Linked DNA regions of Mus musculus: all the other regions are linked to region 4. A link is a contact called in public promoter capture Hi-C data. All regions are on one chromosome and are shown on one strand. Each heading gives the region's core, a stretch centred on a gene start, on an enhancer-like site or on the middle of the called end of the contact. The rest is flanking DNA. Distances are from core to core; before and after follow the strand shown.

Region 1 (3,604 bases), core at 42-2,541, 580 kb before region 4:
ACTTGTAACTAATTTGGTAAAACTCCTGATAATTTTCACTGAGAGACGTGGTCTACACAGCTTCTGCCTTCTAAGTTATATACTCTGCCCCAGTTGCTTCAAGGATAACTCTAGAGTGAACAGGTTAAAGGGCACCTGTGTTGTCCCTTGTGGTGAGGTCCCTCAGCTCAGAGTTTCTGTCCCGTGAAGGAACTTCCTGCTCACTCTGCGTTATCTTGTGGGAAGAGGGCCTTAGGAAGAGAAAGGTACAATTTGCTGGGGATGCAGCTAGCACTGTGTAATTCACCGATCTCTCGCTAGGCGTCGTGCTCCCTCACAAACTATGCAAGCGGCTGTTGGCCTACAAAGACAGTTCAATCCCTGACCTTTCCAGCCCTGCGGAGCTTTCAACTCGCTTAGCACAAGTACACAAAAGTTCCGTCTCCAGAAATTTTTATTAATCCTTCCATACTTACCAGCATTATTACAGTGGAACATCTCTGATAGAAAACCTGAGGAGAGATAGCACAACTATGCATTAGAACGTTCATTATTGAAAGTCGCACTTCCTTTAATTTAGTAATGAAATCAGCTGTACAGCGATATGTCAGGAGAGCCTCTGCTGAGATCAAGTGCCAGTCCACTTTTTGTGTCATTAGAGACTGACTGGTTCCCGAAGTACACTAATTACAAGTTATTTACCAAGCAGTTTAATGTATGTTAAAGGTATCAACGCGAATGTTCTGGGGACAACATTCAAGTTTTAATAGTCCTACGTAACAACTGACAGGGTCTCATATAGTCCTGACTATGCCTCATAAATCAAATCATTTAAAAACACCTTTTCTGTCCTTTAATCCTTGTGGCTCGGTGGTCAAAGGGCTGTCCTTCACCTCAGCCAGCGGGGCGCAGAGTAGAAGCTCGCACCCAGCCTGGGCCTCGACTCGCACACCGGCCGGTTCCAAACTAGCGCAGCGAGTGAGAAAAGCGGCAGCGGCCGAGCGGGACCGAGGGCTCCTCACTGACCCAGGCCTGGGTCGCAGCGGGCCGCCAGCATCAGCACCAGCGTCGGCCGGTTGGTTCTCGTGCCTTACGCAGCCGGTGAACTGCTAGCGCCGGCTCGCCCACTGCTCTGCACTGCGCACGCGCACACCCGGGCTTCGGGCCTCGGTTCAGCCGCGGACAGGGCTCCTTCCTGGTTCCTGGATTGGAGACTGACGTCACTTCCGGCGTGGTTGCTAAACAACCAAATGGTTTAGTTATCGCTCAGTAGCTGACTTCAGCTTGGAAGTAGTATCACCTGCTCTGGACTCGCGGGATCAGCTTTGTTAAAGATGCAGGTGCGCTTTGGACGGCGCTCCGGGCAGGCGAAGGAAAGCCAAGGTGAGCTGCCTTGGCCCGTGCCGGAGCTGGGGTTGTTGTTTCTAGAACCCCAGCATAGGGTGACAAAGTGAGGGCTTCGGTTGCCTTTTGAAATGGGCTTTAACCAAGTCGAAAGCAGTCCCAGCAAGCATCCTTGGAAGTTAGGCAGGTTGGCCTTCAGGTGAATGAGTGGAAAAAGGAAAGAGGACTAGGGGAGCGTAGCAGTAGAAAGAATAGACTAGGAGTAGAATAGGGGTAGAAAAGGCAGCAGTTAGAGCCTTACCCCAGCTGTAACTCGTCAGACACTCGGGGCACTTAAGCTTTGTAATTCGTTGAATAAATTTTGGAATGCCGTTTGGAAATGTTATTGACCTATCAAAATCTTTATAATGTTGCAGACCTGCTGAGTAATCTTTTCTAAAGCTCACGGAAAAACCTCAGTTCTTTCCACGCTAAAGTTAAAATTCTCCCCTAGTCAAATGCTTTGATAATGTAAAAAAAAAAAAAAAAATGATAATGAGGTAATTAAAGTGACCAATTAAAGTGACCTAAGATTTGATTTTTTTTCAAAGATGTGAGCAAGTAGGACTTCTAAAAACAAAGTCTTTCCACAAGTTTAATTGTTGTCATGGTAACTAATAGATTCTTGGAAATTTGAACTATCTTCACGTTTTGCTTGAGTTCTGTAGCAATAGCACCCTACCCCCACCCTGCACCCTAGGATAGACACAATCTGGTCAGTGGGAACATTAGGAAATTTGATTCATACACAAGGACATTGTAAAAGTAATTTTTATTCACCAGATGTAACTGTTGTCTTGGAGGCTTACTGCTGAATAAGCTCACCCTTTCTAGTTCTTTCTGAACTCTGGCCTCGATGGTTCAACACAGGTGTTCTGGCCCAAACTCCTCTGCAAGCTGACTGATTCAAACTGGCTTCTCTCAGCCTCTTTCTGAATTGCTCCACTTGGAAAAACTGCTGTGTATTGAGGAGAGATGCTTTCGAACAGTGGTTCTCAATCTCCCTAGTGCTGTGACCCTTTATTACATACAGTTCCTTATGTTGTGGCGACCCGCACCATAAAATTATTTTCTGTGCTACTTCATGATTATAATTGTATGAATTATGCTTAAATTATTATTATTAAATATCTGTGTTTCCCAGTGGTCTTAGGCGACCCTCATTCGACCCCCAAAGGTGCTGAGATGCACAGACTGAGAAACTGCTGCTTTAGAGGAAGCGTGCAGTCTGAAACGCTGGGGAAAGCTCACAGTGTTAAGGAAAGCATGCTAAGGAGAGAGAAGAAAAGGAGAATACACTCCTCTGATCAGTTCAGAAGAGTGAAGAGACTTAACATGTTACATGTTAACATGTTAACATGTTACATGGCTGTGCCCCATAAGGTTCTGCATTGGGGCAGGGATTCTGGGAAAGAGCATAAAGCAATAAAATCACGTATATGACAACATGAATGAATCTCAAAGTAATTCTTTTGAGTAAAATCTATAATAAAAGTAGTAGATGAGTGGTGGCCTAGTAGAGCCTAAGGAGGGATGGCAAGCAGTAAATGGGTGTGGGGACTGTTGGTGTCCTGTGGCCGTTATCTGAACTGTAATGATGGCTTTGGAGGCATATACTTATCAAATTTAATGAAATGGGTCTTATAAAAGAGCTAATTCTGCCTATCTCATTAGCATGACTCGAGGAGTTCTAGGATGGACCCTGAGAAAACGTGATTGAATCCCAACCCCACCAGCATGTTTGATCTCCACCCAGGCCGTAGACCTCACTCTCTTGATCAGGAGTTTTTCCACCAAGATCCCACAAAGTTCAATGTCTTGCCCAAGTTTACAAATGAAGGAAATCACCAAAGATTTGATCACTTCACTCTGATTTCATAAAGTCTCGTATTATCTCCCTCAGCCAATCTTAAGTTACACATTTGAGGCAATTTTCAGATACTACTATACTCCAGAAATTTCTGGAAAAAAAAGTCAGGTGAACTCTTCCTGAAAAGTATTTAAAAATTATGTTTCTTAATGCATTAGGAATGGATTGCTTTGAAAAAGAAGAGATTCCCTATCCACCCCTCCTACCTAGCAAGGTGGATCTCCAGCAGATCACCATAATCCCACACGCTGAGTGGGAGAGGATCCGGGATAGCCTCAACAGGTTGACAAGAGAAGCAGCAGTCCTTCGTGCAGAAAGAGCAGCAAAGAAGAAAATGCATGTGAAATCCCAAGAGTTGGTAAAACACTGGAC
Region 2 (3,840 bases), core at 261-2,760, 680 kb before region 4:
TCTCTGTGAGTTTGGGGCCATCCTAGCTATGGACTTGTAGCAAAGCCTTGTCTCAATATAAACACGCAAACAAACAAACAAACAAGATTGTAAATGCATCCAATATTTTCTTTGTCTTTAAGAATTTTTAAAATGTGTATCTGTGGTTTGCCTGCATGTATGCTTGTGCACCGCACGCATGCAGTGCCTTCAGAGGCCAGAGGAGGACATCAGATCCCCTACAACTGCAGTTAGAGATGGTTGTTAGCCATCCTTATGGACTGAAGACAGGTCCTCTGGAAGAACAGCGTGATCTTAATGGCCTGGCCAAGACCTTTTCTTTGTTTTAAAAGAACATACTTTTTTCTTATTTTAAATTTTTATTTGATTTATTATTTTCTGTGTGGGGAAGGTTGGAAGATAAACTTCAGGAATCAGTTCTCTCCTTTGTGGGTTTCAGGGTATCTTGTATCTTGCCTGCTTTTTTTTTTTTTTTTTTTTTTTTAAGACAGGGAGATAGGGTCTATGTAGTCTTGACTGGTCTAGAACTCTCTACATGAACTAGACTGGCTTTGGAACTCACAGAGATTCACCTGTCATTGTCTCTTCAGCATATCTTATAAGTGTTAAGTCACCATCACCTCCACTCCTGTGTTTTAAACACTTTCTATTCTCTACATTTTATTATTAGACATGCTCTTGTCTCTTTATATCTTGATGATGGTGATGGTGGCAATGGTATTAGGAATGCAGTTCAGTAGTCGCTTGCCAGGCATGCACAAAGCCCTGGGCTCAAATAAAATACGACTATTAATGGCAATAATAAAGTCATTCGAGCTTACTAGGCATTGGTCACCTTAAGTCTTCTTTTCATAATTATAATTATTTTTAAAATTTGCTGCTATGTGCCTACTTCCATTTTTTCCCCACAATCCACAACTTCTGTTTTCAGAATAACAAGTTTCATAGTGTTTCCTACGTTTGACACCACAACCATATTCTCTGTTCATTGTGTAGCCCTGGCTGGTCTGGAACTCACTTTGTAAACCAGGCCATCCTCAAACTCACAGAGATCCTCCTGAATGAGGAACTAAAATGTACACTACCCATGCCGGCAATATTCTTTCTTTTCAAATCTCTTTTGACGTTTCTTCTTGCTTCACTGACATCCGTAAGTGCTAAGAAACTCGAAGCCTCAGAAAACGAGGACGGGAAGATTAAAGCCGAGCATTCGACTGGAGAAGGACGCAGAGGTGGGTGTAGACCGCTACTTTCTGAGGCGTGGGTGGACACGGGCCTGGTGTCCCATATTGCCTTCAACTCTCTCCCCATCCCTTGCAGGTCTATAGATACTCAAGACAAAGCTGGCGTTCCCGGGCTTGGTGGAGGCTGGTTTGTGATCGCCGATGAAGACCGCTTCTTCCGATGGCGCCCACGCGGACCAAAAAAACCACTCTGGTCCTCGTCGGAACCAGGGAGCCCGGCAGAGGTTGCAGCTCGGCGCCCGGCAGAGGGCGTGCATGCGTGTCGGTACTTCCGGCACTGCGGGGAGGGACCGCGAGGACCAGCTAGAGGCATACGAGTGCTTTCCTGGAGCGTCTGGGTTCCACGGGCGGCGATCCCCGCGAGGCTCGTGGGATCCCCTCGCTGAGTCCTAAATAGTCTGTCCCCGACCCTCCACCCCACCCCCACCCTGCACCGCTGGGGAGTTTCGGGTTAGGTAGACTTCCCTGCAGCTCCCGTGCTGTGAAGCCCCAGGAGCCCAAACTTTAAAATACAGAGAAAACGATGAAGAAGTTAAAGCTTAAGGAACTAGAGAGTCGCCTGCAAGAAGTGGATGGATTCGAAAAGCCCAAGTTACTTCTAGAACAGTATCCCACCAGGCCGCACATTGCAGGTAGGGCGGCTGGTTCATCGTGCCCTCTTGGGGCTTGATCCTGTCCAGTTCATGATGAAAATAAGTAGCGATTTGGATATAAGGAAGTTCTGGAGACATACCATACCTTTAGACAAAGTAGTTTTCTGACACTGCAGCGTAGACACTCCGAACCCAACCACTCATTTTACTGTTTTTTCTGAGTGTCCATTAGCATTATCAGACAGCTTGTTTGTTTGTTTGTTTGTTTGTTTCTCTCAACACACTGTAAATTCTCAGGAGCAAGGAATTTGTTAGTCTTTTCGGTGTCTAGAGAGTCATGTACTAGTTAGGAGCTCATTAAACATTTGCTTAATACAGATAACTTCGTACTGAAGTCAAGGACATGTATTTCCCGTGTTACGTATTTCTGCCCTAGAGACAAATACTAGAAATCGAGTTTCAGGTTGTGGACAGTTGAGGAAGCGTTTCTTCACAAATGACCTCTTGCTTGGTGCCAGAGATTGATACTGAGAATGTAGGAGAGAATAGAGCAGAATCCATTCATATGTAACACCCTTAGCAGAGTAGCAGGGAAGACTTGGTAAAGTTCTTTTGGTTGGGAGTACCTGCAAGAGGGAATCTCTTTCAGTTCCAAAATGGCTGTGTGTAAGCTGCCAATGTAATCTCCATGGGTTTTCATTCTAAAATAGTGTCATATCACCAATCAGATTTGCAATGAACTGTGTTCAGATTAAGACTAGTCTGCTATGTATTTAGCGTGTGTATGTTCGTGTGTCTTGTGTGTATGGAGGGTAGAGGTCAACATAGGGTGTTTTTCTCAGTTGCTCTCCATACGTTTGAGCCAGGGTCTTACTGTATTTAGAGCTTACCCATTCACCTAAACTGGCTGACCAGCAAGCCTCAGAGATCCTTCTGTCCTGTGTTCCTAGCACTGGGTTTATAATCATGAACACCTGACCTTTTACATGGCTGCTGGGTATATGAGCTCAGGTTCTAATGCTTTCTGGGTAAGTACAGTACACACTGAGCCAGCTACTACCACACAAGTCCCTGGTTTTCTCATTGTGACTTTTTACAGCTTCTGGTTGTAAGGTTTGTAATGAAACCTAATTTTCTTTTAAAGATTTATTTATTTATTGTATGTAAGTATGCTGTAGCTGTCTTCAGACACTCCAGAAGAGGGCGCCAGATCTCGTTATGGATGGTTGTGAGCCACCATGTGGTTTCTGGGAATTGAACTCAGGACCTTAAGAGCAGTCAGTGCTCTTAACCACTGAGCCATCTCTCCGGCCCCAAAACCTAATTTTTAAAAGATTAAAAGTAGAGGCCAGGTATGCTGGAACATTCCTTTAATTCCTGCACTTGGGAGGCAGAGGCAGGTAGATCATTGTGAATTCAAGACCAGCCTGGACCATATAGCCAGGCCAACTAGGGTTATATAACCAGACACTGTCTCAAAATAAACAAGCAAACAAATACATACATACATAATCAGTTCTTTCATACCTAGTTTCTAATGTGCACGACATGAGTTTCAAAGTACCTGCAACAGTAATTAACTATCCCAGAGTTGGTTTAAAAATGAGATTTATTAACCGGGTGTGGTGGCGCACACCTTTAATCCCAGCACTCGGGAGGCAGAGGCAGGCGGATTTCTGAGTTCGAGGCCAGCCTCCTGGTCTACAAAGTGAGTTCCAGGACAGCCAGGGCTATACAAAGAAATCCTGTCTTGAAAAACCAAAAAAAAAAAAAAAAAAAAGAGAGAGAGAGATTTATTATTTTATGTGTATGTGTTTTTCCTGCATGTGTATATATGTGTGTACCACATATGTGCTTGGTGCCTGTGGAGTTCAGAAGGGGGTATTGTTTCCCCTGGGTTACAGGTGTTTGTGAACCAACATGTGGATGCTAGGAATCACATCCAGGCCCTCTGCTCCTAACCCAGTGAGCTAACTCTCCAGCCCTATAGGATTTTTGTTTGC
Region 3 (3,716 bases), core at 369-2,868, 660 kb before region 4:
AATGAGTAAAAAGTATGCCACTTTTTTTTTAATTTCAAGAATTCCTAACCTTACAGGTTTCCCTATGAATTCTCATACATCTCAACAAAGCAACACCTTGGATTATGGATGGAAAACTCAGATCAACAACCCCTCCTCCCAGTAAATCCTACTTTGTAACCAAACTCTTCATGTAGTTGGTAAAGCAAAGTTCAGCGATAAAAACAAAAAAGCAGAAAATGTCCACTTAACTACCCCTGAATCATTTCTAGCTTTAAAAATATCAGTATTATAGTCTGCCAGCAGTATATTCCTATAGCCCTCAATGCCAATTATTTGCGTTTCTTTTCAAATTAGTCACAGCTGACTTACCAAAACTTATTACTGGTAAAAATGAAAATAGAGTTCAGATATGAAAGTTACGGTGTTAGACACTATATAGGAGAATACAAGAAAAATGGGACCTTGTGAGCACAGATACAAAAAATTTTAAACTAGGGACGCTGGAAGGTAAGGATGTGCCTAAAACACTACTACACTGGTTAACTCTATAGCCACTTTCCTGTTTCACGGTCTGACAACAATCCTAGAATAAAGAGGGACTGTGATACTGGTTTGCTAGAAATCACAAACCGGATCTTCTGTCTTACTGGCTTTCAGCGCCTTACTAAACCACCCTACCATATTGTACGGAAGTATACCAGCTCTTGAAGAGTTTATCTGCAGCAGCTGAATATAGTTATGAGTTACTGTTGGTATATTTCTTGAGACATTGCTCAAAATGCTGGAGACTGCTGGCGATACACTGGTCCTGTAATGGGAAATCTACGAAGTACACGTCCCACTTCAGAATTTACTGTTACAGGCGCTGGTTTGTCTCCCACTACCAACAATCTCACTTCTCATTACTACAGAGACACAGGTCAATAACGACCTAGTTAGCCCCTGCAAGACTTCTGCGGCCTACCCAATTTAGGGACTGTTTCACACTGAAGACAGAATGGCAATGGCAGTTCTTTGAAGGAAAAAAAAAAAAAAAAAAAGATAGCGACGCTGGGAACCCAATAGCGGCCCCCACTTCTTCGGCCTCCAGTCAGTCCCCACAGAACCCTGTCGCGTTTAACCCGCACCGACCACCCTAAAGACTTAAATGGTCCGAAACATCCGCCTCTGGCCAGTCAGGAAAGGGGTGCAAGGAACAAACCGAAAGGACGCCGTGAGGATGCGGCGAGCCTCTGCCTAAAGGCCCCGCGAGAGCCGCATCCTCCCACACCGGCCCGCCGGGATCCCTGCCACGTGGAAAGCCCCAGGCGCCCGCATCTCTGGCCGGGGCCCGCTCCGTGGCCTCGCCGAGGCCCGCGCCCCCTCGGGCCGCGGTCCAGCACACGGCCACGGGCCGCGCGGCCCACGCGGCGGCGCGGAGAGGAAGGTGAGGCCTGCGCATAGCACAGCCCTTCGTACCTTCTCCTCAGTTTCCAAGAAGCTCACCTCAAAGATTCGGATCCCACGGTCACCACAGCTTCAAGAACAACGACAGAAGCGCCTGGACTTCCGAGCGCCGGCGGGCCAGCCAAACGCGCTTAAAGATGGGGGCTTTCCCGGCAGCCCTTGCGGACAGGTGGGCGTGGCCGCGGACGCAGTGGCCCGGCTCTGCTTTCCACGCACGCGCCGTTACCGCAGCCTCCCACAATCCTCGGAGGAGGAGTCCCGCCCTCCCGCCCGAGAAATTGTTAAATTGCTCAGCAGAATGTTAGGGGCTGACAGGAAGTGTTTTTGTGGAGATCTTTGTTTTTAATGTGTTTCTGGGCAGTATGTTCGAGCCTTCCCTTCTTTCTTCTGTAGCGCTTGGTTTTTCTTTTTTTCCCCCTTTGTCTCTTTTTTCCTTTTTTTTTTTTTGAGACAGCGTTTCCGTGCGTAGTCCTGGCTATCCAGGAACTCGCGCTGCTCTGTAGACCAGGCTGACCCTCAAACTCCTCCTGCCTCTGCTGAGACACTCGCCTACCTCTTCCGGGAGTGCTGGCATTATTAAAGGGGTGCGCCAGCACGCTTGGCCTTTTGCAATGTATTTGACTTGCATGGTGTTGTGGTTTTGGAAAAAAATTAAAAAACCATACAGTTGCTTGGTTTCCGACAGGCTAGCTCTCTGAAGCACAAACTGGCCAATGATTCGAACTCCTGCTTCAGTACAAAGTGCTGGGACTTCACCTACATCACCAGGCTCTTACTGCTCCCCCTCTTGCTGCTGCTGTCTATCTTTGCTTGTTTTGATGTTGGAGTCTGACTCAATGAGTAACCCAAGCTGATCCCAAACTATGCTTCTGCCTCCAGCCACCCTAGTGCTGGGATTACAAACAAATCTTTTTAAAAGTCTCTTGCTCCCAGCACTTGGGAGGCAGAGGCAGGCGGATTTCTGAGTTCGAGGCCAGCCTGGTCTACAAAGTGAGTTCCAGGACAGCCAAGACTGCACAGAGAAACCCTGTCTCTAAAAACCAAAAACCAAACCAAAACAAAAAAGTCTCTTGCTAGGAAAGAAGTACATTTAGAATAGTTTGAGAGACTTCACACTTAAGTCAGGACTGCCACTTTTTACATAACAATTTTAACGTTTTAGAGGTGCAATTTCCTTATGACATCATCTTTTTCCTTCAGTGTTCCTGGAATATAAAAATTACTTTCACAAAATAACTTCATAATCTCAGAGCATTTTGGAAGTTCCCAAACAGATAAACTCTAAAATTTGAAGAAGAAGAAGAAGAAGAAGAAGAAGAAGAAGAAGAAGAAGAAGAAGAAATGCATTTATAGGTTAACTATACATGCCATTTTGGCCAAAGAAAAAAGAATTTACTAGTATTATCCTCAGGTAGTTTTAACTTTAGATTAATTACATTCAATAAAAAAATTTTCAAGTTTCTACTTACTGTGAGACATAAATGCTAAATTTTCCTTTTTTAAAGATTTAAGTTTATGTACGGGTGTTTTGCCTGCATGGATAGACAGTGGAAAAATACCATGTGTGTAAATGCTCCCAACCTACTATAAATCCATTTCCAGGGACTCTAACACTCTCTTCTCATCTTTGTTGGGTCCTGCACGCTTACAGTGCACATACATACTCCCAGGACACACACATAAAATAAATAAATAAGCACTTAGATAACTTAAATGTTCATAATAGTAAGTTATGTGATTAAAAGAAAAATTAGAATCGACTATATGTGTACCACCAAATAATTAAAAAGTTAAATAATATATAGTGATAAAAACAAACTGATTTTCATTTACTGGTGTTTGTGAAATTCACAAGCACGGTGCTCAGAAGCAAAAGGTGTTTCACATAACCATTTTCTCCAAATACTGCAAATATTAATGTAATGTTGTATAAATTATATTAAATAATATAAAAAATCTTATTTCCTTCTACCATTCTCATGAGAATATAATAAAAGGTACCATTAGCAAAACTCAAGGAAATGAATTATCACCTTCAAAATATATGTTTTACACACATGCCCATACTACCTGTTATTGTAACCAGGTAAGTTTCACAGGTATGTCTACATCATTGTTCTACGATCAGAATTCAGCGTATTCATTTGAAGATTCTACAGTATTGAACAAGGAGAACTTCATAATTTTTTGGAGAGTGATTGTGGAAGAATTAAAAGTTGCATGTCAGTCACCATGAATGAAAAAATCCCATGTACATTTCTAAATGTCAGAGTGGCTTGTACCCTTCC
Region 4 (3,624 bases), core at 377-2,876:
ACATACATGTGAGTGTGGGTGCCCATGGAGACACTTGGGTGCTGGGAACCCAACCCAGATCGTCTGCAGAGTGGTATGCACTTTTCTGCCTCCTATATGGCCAAATTTGTTAATAATGGCCCCAGGCGAGACACTGAGCATCAGGTATACTGTGATGTGCTGAATGATGATGACAAGGTCAAGGTCAAGGATGGTAACTTGTCCAGACTTCATAGTCTTGATTTTCAGTTCTTTTTTTGTTTTGTTTTGTTTTTTTTGGGGGGGGGGGTTTGAGACAGGGTTTCTCTGTGTAGCCCTGGCTGTCCTGGAACTCACTCTGTAGACCAGGCTGGCCTCAAACCCAGAAATCCATCTGCCTCTGCCTCCTGAGTGCTGGGATTAAAGGCGTGCACCACTTGGGGATAAAATAGCCATAATCTGGTAGCTTAATCTTATAGTTGGCATTTGGATGCTTAAAGGGAATCAAAGAAATATTAGTATGGTCTACAAGCAAAGGGTTATTTTCAGAAACAATTATCATAATCAAAGATGAAAATAACAATAATTTTTTTTTAATATTGACCATCTCAAGTTCCTTGTTTTCTCTTTCTTTTCTTTTTTCTTTCTTTTTTTTTTTTTTTTTTTTTTTTTTTGGTTTTTCAAGACAGGGTTTCTCTGTGTAGCCCTGGCTGTCCTGGAACTCACTCTGTAGACCTGGCTGGCCTCGAACTCAGAAATCCGCCTGCCTCTGCCTTCCAAGGGCTGGGATTAAACGCGTGTGCCACCACACTTCAAGTTCCTTTTCTTTAAAGGGCATATTCTCAATTCCCTATCTTTCTCAGTTTTACAAAGAAAGATGTAGTTAGCAAGTCTGTTTCATCTGTGAAGTTGTCTTCTAACAAATCTTAGCTTAAAATCTTTACTATTTTTTAAAATTATGTGTATTTTTAATTATATGTTTAATAACTTGGTGGCTTCCATCTGTCTCTCTTCAGGGAGCACCGGTTACTTTAGTATACAGTGTTCTGATCCCATTCAGTTTGAAGTTCTGCGAGATCCAGGAGCTTGTTTTTGCCAGTAGGTCTTAAAATCAACAGCTGAAGGACTGGCGACATGGCTCAAAGTTGCAGGGCGTCTGCTCCTCAGGCAGAGGAGAGGAGTTTGATTATCAGTGGCTCACAACTGTTCCAGGGGATCCGATGCCCCCTTCTGTAAACACGTTCAAACATAAAAATTAAATAAGTAAAATACTCACGATAAATCAATGTTAGAAAAGCTTGGGAAATTCAAACATTAAGTTTGGGTAAATAGTTTGGTAACTTTCAGGATGTTTCAGCCTAATCAATCATAACTGGAGTCTGTTCAAGAGGATTTTCCGTCATTTCCAAAATAAAACGAGTGCAAGGAAGAAGGAAGTATATGTCATAAAAGAAAGCAGTTAAATTTCAATTTTTACATTTTTTTCTTCATTCTGGGGCAAGCCCTTCTACTTCACTATAGACCGCGTCCCAAGCTGTCTCAGCAAAGAACTACGAATCCCAGAATGCTCTGCTCCATAGTTGTCCGCGAGAATTCCGCAGGCCGATATCAACCAATCCTTGCACGGAGAGTCTGCCCTGTCAGCCAATCAGAAGACGGAGTTGAAGGGCGGGTAAGCAGGCGGTGGAGAGTTTGAAATTGAAAGACTGCGCGCTGGAGGAGCAGCAGACCCGGGAGCAGCAGACGGAAGAGCGGCGGGCTGGTTCCTGCCGGACAGGTCCAGTCTGGTGGAGACCGCGGCGTTCCTGGCCGCTCAGGTCGGGAGCCGTTTGAAGGGTTGTGGGGCTTCGCCGACCGCACGCCCGGGCTGAGGGAAGCCGGCCTGGGCATGTCGGCGTGGGTCCGCAGAGCCTGGAATGCGGGCGTCCGCTGTTAGCCGCGGAGTTCGGGTCCTGGCGCTGCTCGGTCCCGATCACACTCCCCTCTTCCGCCCTGCAGGGGGAGGAGTGGACGGAGCAGTCGGCCAGGGGTCTGATGCAGAAAACCTGCAGGTCTGTCTGTCCCCCAACCTCTTCGAGTCTCGGTCTCGTTGCCTGCGAGCAGGTCCTTTAGGAGAAGCGGAGTGACACCGGGGTCCTGTTAAAACATGACTTGAAAGCTTCGTGCAACCTTGTTTTGGTCATATTCTTTCCTCTCCTCCACCTCCCTTCATGCCTTCAGAACAGATTGATGCACATCCACCACAGTTAAGCCCAAATTGGCTTGGATCATCCTGTTGCTAACTACCGGACTGTTAGTGGATTATTTTTATCTTATTTTACATTTTATTAGGTTCTGGCCCAATGTTGACCAGGCTATCTTTGAACTCAAATACCTTCCTCTGCCTCTCTGCCTCTCTGCCTCCGATGTGCTGGGACAGTGCTGGGACAAAAGGCGAAAAAAGGCGTTTAGTTCACACCCTGTTGTGTTTATTTAGAAAAGGTCTCTTGTATATCAGACTGGTCCTGACGTTGGCTGACCTTTACCTCAGATTCTCCTGCCCCCAGCTGGAAATGTTGGAATTAAAGTCTGCCTTTATGCTAGCTGAGTTGCTCAATTATTAACCATTCTGTAGCAAAGTCAACCTGCAGACATAAACTCGAAAATGTGGCTTATTTGGTGTCGATAGCAACTAAAATACAGCTTTGTGCTCTGTTTTGCAGTGTCTTAAAACATAATGGGTGAAGACGAATTGGCACTCTTAAATCAAAGCATCAATGAATTTGGGGATAAGTTCAGAAACAGACTCGATGATAATCATAGTCAAGTGCTGGGACTTAGAGACGCCTTCAAGGACTCCATGAAAGCGTTTTCAGGTACTGCCAGCCCTTAACTCCTAACTTGTGGATTTTGCTGACCTTATTTATTTTTTACTGTTATTTCAGCGGGATTCAAATATCTCTTGTAATTTGTCTTTCAGAAAAGATGTCTTTGAAATTAAAGGAAGAAGAGAGGATGACTGAGATGATTCTGGAGTATAAAAACCGTATGTGAATCGTGTGTAGATTAGCTTTTAGATTGAAGGTCTTTATCGTGAAATCTTAAGTAAGACAGTGTTGTGAGTGTTCGTACATTCACACACATGCATAGACAGTCATCAAAATTCTGTTTGCGGGAGCTGGAGAGCTAGCTTAGCTCAGTGGTTTAAGAGCTCTGGCTGTTCTTCCAGAGGACCCAGGTTCAATTCCTATCACCCACATGACAGCTCACAACTGCCTATAACTCCTGTTCTATGGGATCTGACACCTTCACACAGAGATACATGTTGTCAAAACACCAATGTGCATGAAATAAAAATAAATTATTTTTAAAAGATTATGTTCCTATCACCAGCTTAAAGTTGAATATCTGCATCGTCTAGAACTATGAATATTTTTTCAGTATTTTTGAATGCTATGTGAACGGCATCATTTTATATGTATCCTGTCTTTTTATTTAACTAGTATATGTGTATGCCTATGTGTAAAGGGCAGCCTTTAAAAATTTTTTTTTTGTTTTCACATTGGAAATTTCAGCCAAGGAACAGAGTTCCTCAGAACTTTGGGGTCTGGTTAATATTCTAACAATCATATTTTTACCACAATTCTTTCCCTGTCATTTCTATGGATGTCCAGATATTTCAAATCT
Region 5 (3,445 bases), core at 48-2,547, 620 kb before region 4:
TGCCCAAACACCATATGCAAAATGCGCTGAACTATTTATACGATGGTCTATTTAAAATCAGATTAACTAAATGAGGATTTTTTTTTTCCAGTTATCCATTTGTTGAGAGATCCTAGCTTACTACCCCCAGCCACCCAGTATCTGCACTGTCCCAGTCTGGCAGTTCCTGAGAGTCCCCAGGCCAAGTGTCCGAGGGGGTCACCCCGCCGCAGCCCGGCCCCAATTCGCCGTTGTTGGTTCTCCCCCTCCCCCCTCGATTTCAATTCACACTGAGATGCCACCAAGATGGAGAGAATCTCAGAAAAGGGATCCCTGCGCTCTGCAGCTTGCTGACAGCACAAGAGCGGCCGGGCCCGAGCTAGCTTCTGCAGCCCGCGCTAGCGCCTGGGCCCGGCCGGCGTTCCCGCCGGGAGAGCGCCCCGCCCCGGGGCCCGGCGCGGGGGTTCGGCTCCCGGGCGTCGCGCGCCGCCGTTGGCCGATGCCCGCGGCCTCTGCCCGGCCGGGTGCGCAGGTGTGGACGGCCCCGCGGCACCCACGCGCCCGCCCTCGCCACTGGGCCCGCACCGCACGGCCATTGTCTGCGCCCCGGCGCGCGTGGGCTGGGGGTGGCGGGGCCTCGTCTCCCGCGCTGCCCGTTCGCCTCTCTGGCCGGCCCCGGGCCGCCGGGCTCCGACCTACCTCGCTGGCGGCGCGGAACGCAGACTCCGGACTAGCGGCCGGCGGGGGCGGGGGCGGGGGCGCCTCCCGACCCTCTGACCATCTTTGGTAGCGCGCGGCGGGGCGCGGCGGAGGCCGCCTGCTAGCGCAGCTCCAGCCCACGAGCCGCTCCGGCTTCGGTGGCCCGCGGCTTCCCGCCTCCGCCCGCAGCCCCCCGCAGCCCGGGCGCCGCAGCGTGGGCTCCCGCAGCAGGTGGGCCGCGTCCACGGTCAGCCCCGCTCCTCTCGCGCGCGCACGCCCATCGCACTGCCTGCTAGGAGAAAGCCGGAGTCCCCAGCCAACGCCGGAGGGGAGTGTGTACCCTTACCTTCTCTGTCCTCTTGCCGGCCCTGGCCCTTGGCGTGCGGGGAGAGAGAAAGTGCCGAGAGAAGAAGGCGAAACTACGGTCTTCTATTAGGGCTGCCTTCAAATGCCACAAGTAGCTGCTTTCCCATAAACTCCATGCTGCCTCCAGCAGAGCGCGCAGGAAGGAGCTTTGGGGCTGCTTAAGCACACTAGGAGTTAACCTGGAAGCTTCCAGGGAAAGTGGGGGTAGCCTAGGTCAAGGCTGAATCCAGGCACCTAAGATTCTCGAGTTACTGTTGTAGAACACAAGCAGCTAAAAGGGGCAAGCTCCAGCCTTCTGGTGATGTCCATTGTGCCACACCAGAAAGTCCACTTTCTTATTGCAACAAAAGCTAGTATCAAATGTTTTTAGCCGCAAGATTTTGAATAACTTCCGAGCACCTCATAAAGTCCGGGAAAAGGTAATTAGGTTTGAAAGATGGTCCATGGCTGTCAGGGAGCTTACTGGAAGGAGGTCGCGGCAAACCAGGACCGGAGAGCTAAGGTTGTTCTTAAAGTAGTGTTGAAAAGAAAAGAGTAAGTAGACAGATACGTAATGGCCATACCTTACATGATGGGAGAACGCTGAAACTCCTAAGCGCCGAAAGCCAAGCCACAACCTGTGTTGAAATTGCACCAGAACAACCAGGAAGCCAACTTGGGTTTCTACCCCCACTTCCTCTTCAGGACCAACCAGGGAAGTATAAATATGCCAAAAAACGATCACTCTGTTTGTAGCCCACCCCCGGCTTTCCCAGCCAATAGCCTCCAATCAGATATCTGGGGTAGCAGAGGTGGAGGCTACTACTCTCCCCTCCCCCTTGCTTTTTCCTCTTCTTTTTCTTCTATTTTTATCCACGCTTCTCATGTCCCTGCTTTGAGCCTCTGGGAAGGACGAGTGATGGTGATTGGCCTTCTTGCCAAGCAAGCTCTGAACAAGTAACATGCTTGTTCTTCTTTGAGTGGGTTTAATTTAATTCCACATCTTAGTGTTGATCCCGGGGGAGTGTTGTGTAGAACTTCACAACCCTCACCCCAGATTTCAGAAATCTTCATTCTGTCCAAGAGCACCAAGTGATTCTTAGAAAACAACCTAAAACAAACAAACAACCAACAAAAACAAAACAAACAAAAACATGATATGGTTTATATCTTAGAGTCTGGTCAACAATTTAATACCACAGCAAGAAAGCAAAAGAGTCTTCGATTGGGGGGCTAAAGTTTACTCTGCCACTTGCCACTTAACATACAGCCTAGAGCAAACTACTAGACACACACGCGTGCGCACACACACACACACACACACACACACAAGCACACACACACAGAAATAATTTTTAAAATGTATTGTGTGCATGTGTGTGTGATCGAAATCGCGCTTGCAACATGTGTGTCTGTAATGTGTGAAGAGCCTGCAGAGACCAGAAGAGCGATACCATTGGATCCCCTAGAACCAGAGTCACAATGACTGTAAGCTGCTATGTAAATTCTGGGGCCCAAATCCTGGTCCTTTGCAATTGCAACAAGTGCTCTGAGCCTCTGAACCACCTCTCCAACATACAGAAAGAAGTCGTAAGAAAATATATATTGTAGGCTCTATACTAACTTATAGAATCTCAAAAATATGATCAATATATGCATAATATATATGTATATGGGGTAGAAACATACGTATAACAGTATATGATCAATGACTCTTGATAGAGAGGTTCACTGTATTGTCATTTGTGCAGACTTTTTTCAGATTATTATAGGAACCAATTAGAACTTTTGCTTCCAAGCTGTTGGTGCTGTCACAATCCTCTAATCTTAGCAGAGTAGGCTGAGGCAGGAAGATCCCGAGTTTGAGACTGCCCCACTGAAAATGGTAAGGCCCTGTCGCAAAACAAAATATTTGCTTATAGTGATTCCTAGTTCTGCTTAAAAACATGTTTCCTGAGGCTAGGGATAAAGACCAATGGCTAAGGTGCTTACCTCACAAACATGAGGACATGAGTTGAGCTCCCACAATGCACATAAAAAGCAGGGTGACATGTGCTTGTAATCCCACACTCAGAATGCAGAAAAAAAAATGGATCCCCAGGGCTTACTGACAAGCCAGTCTGACCCAGTCCATCAGCTATAGCCCCAGGGAGAGACACTGGTTCAAAACCAGGATAGGCAGTTCCTAAGGAGCAGCAACAGAGGCTGGCCTCTGGCCTCTATGCACAAGCACACCATGTGTTAGTCAGCCTCCCCTTGCCAAGGCAAGCACAGACCCTGGGGCACACTGCAAGGGTAGTTGTTTTTCACCCAGTGCCTTATCAAAGAGACCTCAGGTTCATTTTCCAGCAGGGAAAAAAAAGCCACACCAAACAAAACCCAAAGAGATCACTGCAAAAGTGAGTGGATCTGACACTTTCCA
Region 6 (3,680 bases), core at 91-2,590, 520 kb before region 4:
ACACACACACCAACCTACTTAGGGAGTGAGCAGAACAACCCAATCAATTTAATAAAGCTTAAAGAAACTGTTAAGCAACTAGCTTCTTTTAAACAGAGAGAAATGTAAACTATTACATGACTAATAACACTCCACATTATTAAAATTAAAGAGTGGGGTCCCTAAGGTGTTTTTGTTTGTCTCATCAAGTTGTTCAGGCTGGCCTTGATTGGTGACCCTTTCTCTTCAGCCCGGGATTATAGACATTGTGACACCAAATCAGGAGTTACACTTTTAGGTAAGTTAGAAGCAGCCTTTCTAAGTATCTGTGCAGTTCCTCTTATGGCTATCTTTTAAAACTTATAAAAAAGGTTTCCTCGAACTGTCCAGTATCTGTTACAAAATAGCAATTACTAGTCATCATATTCTTTATACAATGGGAATGACACTAACACAAATCTTATCCTTTCTGGATTTAGCTTCTGAAAGTTAATATGGACCTTCCAAATTTTCAAAACACTGTATTATTTCTTAAATGTTCTGGTGATCAAAAACAAACAAACAAAGAGAGTCTTTACTTAATCTTTACTTAGCGCAAGTAATGTATTCGTGCTAAGAAATCAAACTGAGTGCACAGGGTGGTGCTTCCATAAGGTTTTCCAAAACAATTAGACAACGGATGCCCGCTACGGTTGACTTTGTTCGACATCAAGAGGAAACACGGAAAAAATCAGTTCGTTTCTCCTAAAGGCGAACGGGGTTCAGAAACCATCTTCTCCTCAACAGAATCCTCCTCCCCCAAAGGCCCGGCCGCTTCCAGTCGCTCAGGAACATGAGAAAACTTCTAAGGCCCTGAGGTTAACATCTCGCATTTGAGTTTTAGGAGTGTCCCTAACACCAAGGGCCTGTGTCACTGAGGCATGCACGCCAGCCGCTGTCCTACGGGAGGAAAAGGTCGGGAGGACCGGAGCCCGCGGTCGATTTTATTCCCGGGGATCCTGGCTCTGCGCCCGTCCCTCCCTAACCCTAACCTGACAGGCCCTCGCGCTGCGCCTCCCCCTTCCCTAACCAGAGGTCCCACCTACCACGCCGCAGCGCTCCGTCTCCCGGTTCTGAAGCCTCCAAAACGAACCTAGCTCCCGGGAGCCGAGGCTGCCGTCGCTGCCGCCATATTACAGCTTGTGCGGCAAAATGCGTCAGGGAGGAGGTGTGCGCCCGAGCCGGGAGGGCGGGGGCTGGAGAGGAAGAGCCGCTTCCTTCGCCCCGGGGCTCGGCTGCAAGCCGCCGGGCCACCACGGGGCCCCAGGCCGCGCCGCGGTCCCCGGGGCCACCCCTCCGAGCCCGAGCAGCCCAGAGACCTCGACGGAAAGACGGTTACCTCGGCCCAGAGGCCCGCCGCGGCTCCGCCCCTCGCCCTGAGCCCTTCCCGCTCTCGTCCCCAAGGCCCGCAGAAGACGCCGCCGCGCCGACAGACGCTCTCGCATCCCTCACCTGCCCCGCCGCGGGCTTCTCGTCTCCCGGCCCGGTCCTGGAAAGCGCTTCAAATCTACCGCCGTCAGGAAAGGCGCTAAAGCCCACTAACCGCCTCCCTCCCCCACAGCCCAGGCCAGGCGTGGAGGGAAGGTGTCGCGCCGGAAGTACGTCAGGGATGGGTGCCGGCGACTCCCGGCGTTCCCGGGCTGACGTCAGCATCTTCTCCTTGAGCTTGTAGGGTCTCTTCTGCCTTTTAAAATACGTTCCCGACGGGTCGCTTGATGGTTTCTGAGAGTTGATTGGATCGGTGTGGATCCGTCAGAATGTCACAGCGCTCCCGAAATGATGCGCATCACTTTATAAACAGTGACATCCTCTGTCGAGGTATTTAGAGAGACGTTCTGCCTCCAAGGAACCTTCAGCAAACGCTCAAAAGCTAGTAACAAAGATGAGCTACTTTCGGGACGTGGTAGCGCATGCCTTTAATCCCAGTAGTCGGGGATTAACATTTTATTGAGACCGGGTCTTACTATATACCTTGGCTGCCTTGGAGCTCTCTACGTAGATCAGGCTGACATCAAACTCTTTAAGAGATTACCCTGCCTCTGCCTCTTATCCCAAATGCCTGGTCCTATTTTAATATGGTTGTATTTGTGCCTGTGTGTATATGCACTGTATATCTATAACTGCTTGCAGAGGTCAGAACAGGGTGTCAGATCCTCCCCGTCCCCAAACTGGAGTTAAAAGCATTACGAGACACTCAATATGGGTCTTCCTTCAAGAGCCACAAGTGCTCCTAATGGCTGAGCCATCTCGCCAGCCCTTGGCCATGTGATTTAATTTTCGAGGATGAAATTTGAGACAAAGTGGCATGCTGCTCTAGGCTTTAAGACATTGCCTCTTATTTTCTTCATTTGCCAATATATTCTAATCATCCACAAACAAGGAACTGGCAGGCATTAGAATAACATAATGGAAGGAATTTAGATCCCAGAATAACTACATGGAGCAGAAATGCCTCCTATCGGGCTCATTCACCTAAGATCTTAATTTGTGAGAGAAATCGATCTTTTAAAGCCAGAAACAAACAAAAAGGAATTCCATTGTAAAAATTAAATCTAGGATGCCACACAGTGGCGGTGGACATCTTTGATCCCAGCACTTAGGAGGCAGAGGTAGTCGGATCTCTAAGATTGAGGCTACAGAGACCTACACAGAATTTAGAAGATTGAAGTAAGGCAGAGTGTTGTACAGTTATTTCATCTGGACAGAAATGTTTCCTCCTGGAGGGAAATCAGGATGAAACTCCCAAAACTCACAAGCAAGTTTCAGGAACTCGGGCTGGAGACATAGCAAATTGGAGCTCTTGCTGTGCAACTGCGAGGCCCAGAATTCAGATCCGTACACCCACATAATAAGAGAGGCTTCGTGTGCAAACCTGTAATCCCAGCTCAAAAAAAGTGAATAGAGATAGGTCCCAAGACTCTCTGGCTTCCAGCCTAGCTGAGAACATCCCAGATTTGGGGAGAAAACTTGACTCAAAATGATTAGATAGAGAACAATAGACAAGGCCACACAGTGTCCTCTCTGACGGCAATGCACATGCATTTGAATACACATGTTCAAGCTCACATGCATGGACATAGACATATACAGAGAAATGAACAGATATATCTTTTAAAAATTGCAAACATTGCTAGGAAATGGTTGTGCACACTTCTAATCCCAGCAGAGGCAGGCAGATCTCTATGAAGTTGAGGGCAGTCTGGTCTACAGAGTTGAGTTTCTGGACAGCCAGGGCTACACAGAGAAGCCCTGCCTGGGGATGGGCATAAATAAACAAGAAAGCTTTGAAGCTCTCAGGAACCCTCTCTCTTGTTAGATGAGCCGAACAGTTTGCTGGAGAGAAGAGACCGTTTGCTGGGCTGCCTGGAAGCAGCTCTTGTAAATTGTCACCTAGACTGAGGGAATTGTTTGGTGATGTAGCTGCCTTACAGACACTCATTATCCTTTAAGTAAGCCCTCACCTGTGTTTGTAGAAGAAACCCCAGTACGTTTATGAGTTCACTAAGATAGACTTGAGTGAAATTGTTCCTTTGGTCTGTCATCAGTATCCTCACTAAACATGAATAGACTTTTGTTCATATCTTCCCAGGAAAAGAACACAACACGCTAGGAGCCGAAACAGGGTTTGAAAGAACCAAAGATGCATTTGAGAGGAGCAGCTG

Evidence for each region. Promoter capture Hi-C pulls out the DNA fragments that hold promoters and counts their contacts.
Region 1: a promoter capture Hi-C map of pre-B cells shows a contact between it and region 4, with 3 times the contacts expected there. The contact joins the promoter of Ccdc173 here to the promoter of Spc25 in region 4. A contact is called at or near these places in 4 of 39 promoter capture datasets (the 3T3-L1 cell line, liver and pre-B cells) and 1 of 484 Hi-C or Micro-C datasets (embryonic stem cells).
Region 2: a contact with region 4 is called in a promoter capture Hi-C map of liver, with 2.0 times the contacts expected there. The contact joins the promoter of Mettl5 here to the promoter of Spc25 in region 4. A contact is called at or near these places in 4 of 39 promoter capture datasets (cranial neural crest, liver and pre-B cells).
Region 3: a contact with region 4 is called in a promoter capture Hi-C map of pre-B cells, with 4 times the contacts expected there. The contact joins the promoter of Ssb here to the promoter of Spc25 in region 4. A contact is called at or near these places in 1 of 39 promoter capture datasets (pre-B cells) and 1 of 9 other capture datasets (liver).
Region 5: a promoter capture Hi-C map of liver shows a contact between it and region 4, with 2.6 times the contacts expected there. The contact joins the promoter of Klhl23 here to the promoter of Spc25 in region 4. A contact is called at or near these places in 2 of 39 promoter capture datasets (both in liver) and 1 of 9 other capture datasets (pancreatic islet).
Region 6: a promoter capture Hi-C map of erythroid cells shows a contact between it and region 4, with 11 times the contacts expected there. The contact joins the promoter of Ppig here to the promoter of Spc25 in region 4. A contact is called at or near these places in 10 of 39 promoter capture datasets (the 3T3-L1 cell line, 3T3-L1-derived adipocytes, cranial neural crest and 6 more) and 5 of 484 Hi-C or Micro-C datasets (embryonic stem cells, erythroblasts, neutrophils and 2 more).

Annotation. Positions count from the first base shown.
Region 1 is chr2:69,787,173-69,790,776 of GRCm38.p6, reverse strand. It overlaps Ccdc173 (coiled-coil domain containing 173), which reads left to right and starts at 1,291. Exons shown (of 9, transcript NM_001077684.1): 1 at 1,291-1,362; 2 at 3,391-3,604. The coding sequence starts at 1,314. Phospho2 (phosphatase, orphan 2) reads right to left here and starts at 1,040. Exons shown (of 4, transcript NM_028521.2): 1 at 821-1,040; 2 at 456-491.
Region 2 is chr2:69,883,285-69,887,124 of GRCm38.p6, reverse strand. It overlaps Mettl5 (methyltransferase like 5), which reads left to right and starts at 1,510. Exons shown (of 7, transcript NM_029280.4): 1 at 1,510-1,876. The coding sequence starts at 1,768.
Region 3 is chr2:69,859,464-69,863,179 of GRCm38.p6, reverse strand. It overlaps Ssb (Sjogren syndrome antigen B), which reads right to left and starts at 1,618. Exons shown (of 12, transcript NM_001110145.1): 1 at 1,468-1,618.
Region 4 is chr2:69,204,215-69,207,838 of GRCm38.p6, reverse strand. Spc25 (SPC25, NDC80 kinetochore complex component, homolog (S. cerevisiae)) reads left to right here and starts at 1,626. Exons shown (of 7, transcript NM_001199124.2): 1 at 1,626-1,775; 2 at 2,661-2,813; 3 at 2,918-2,983. The coding sequence starts at 2,675.
Region 5 is chr2:69,820,222-69,823,666 of GRCm38.p6, reverse strand. Klhl23 (kelch-like 23) reads right to left here and starts at 1,297. Exons shown (of 4, transcript NM_177784.4): 1 at 1,025-1,297.
Region 6 is chr2:69,720,748-69,724,427 of GRCm38.p6, reverse strand. Ppig (peptidyl-prolyl isomerase G (cyclophilin G)) reads right to left here and starts at 1,340. Exons shown (of 14, transcript NM_001081086.1): 1 at 1,065-1,340.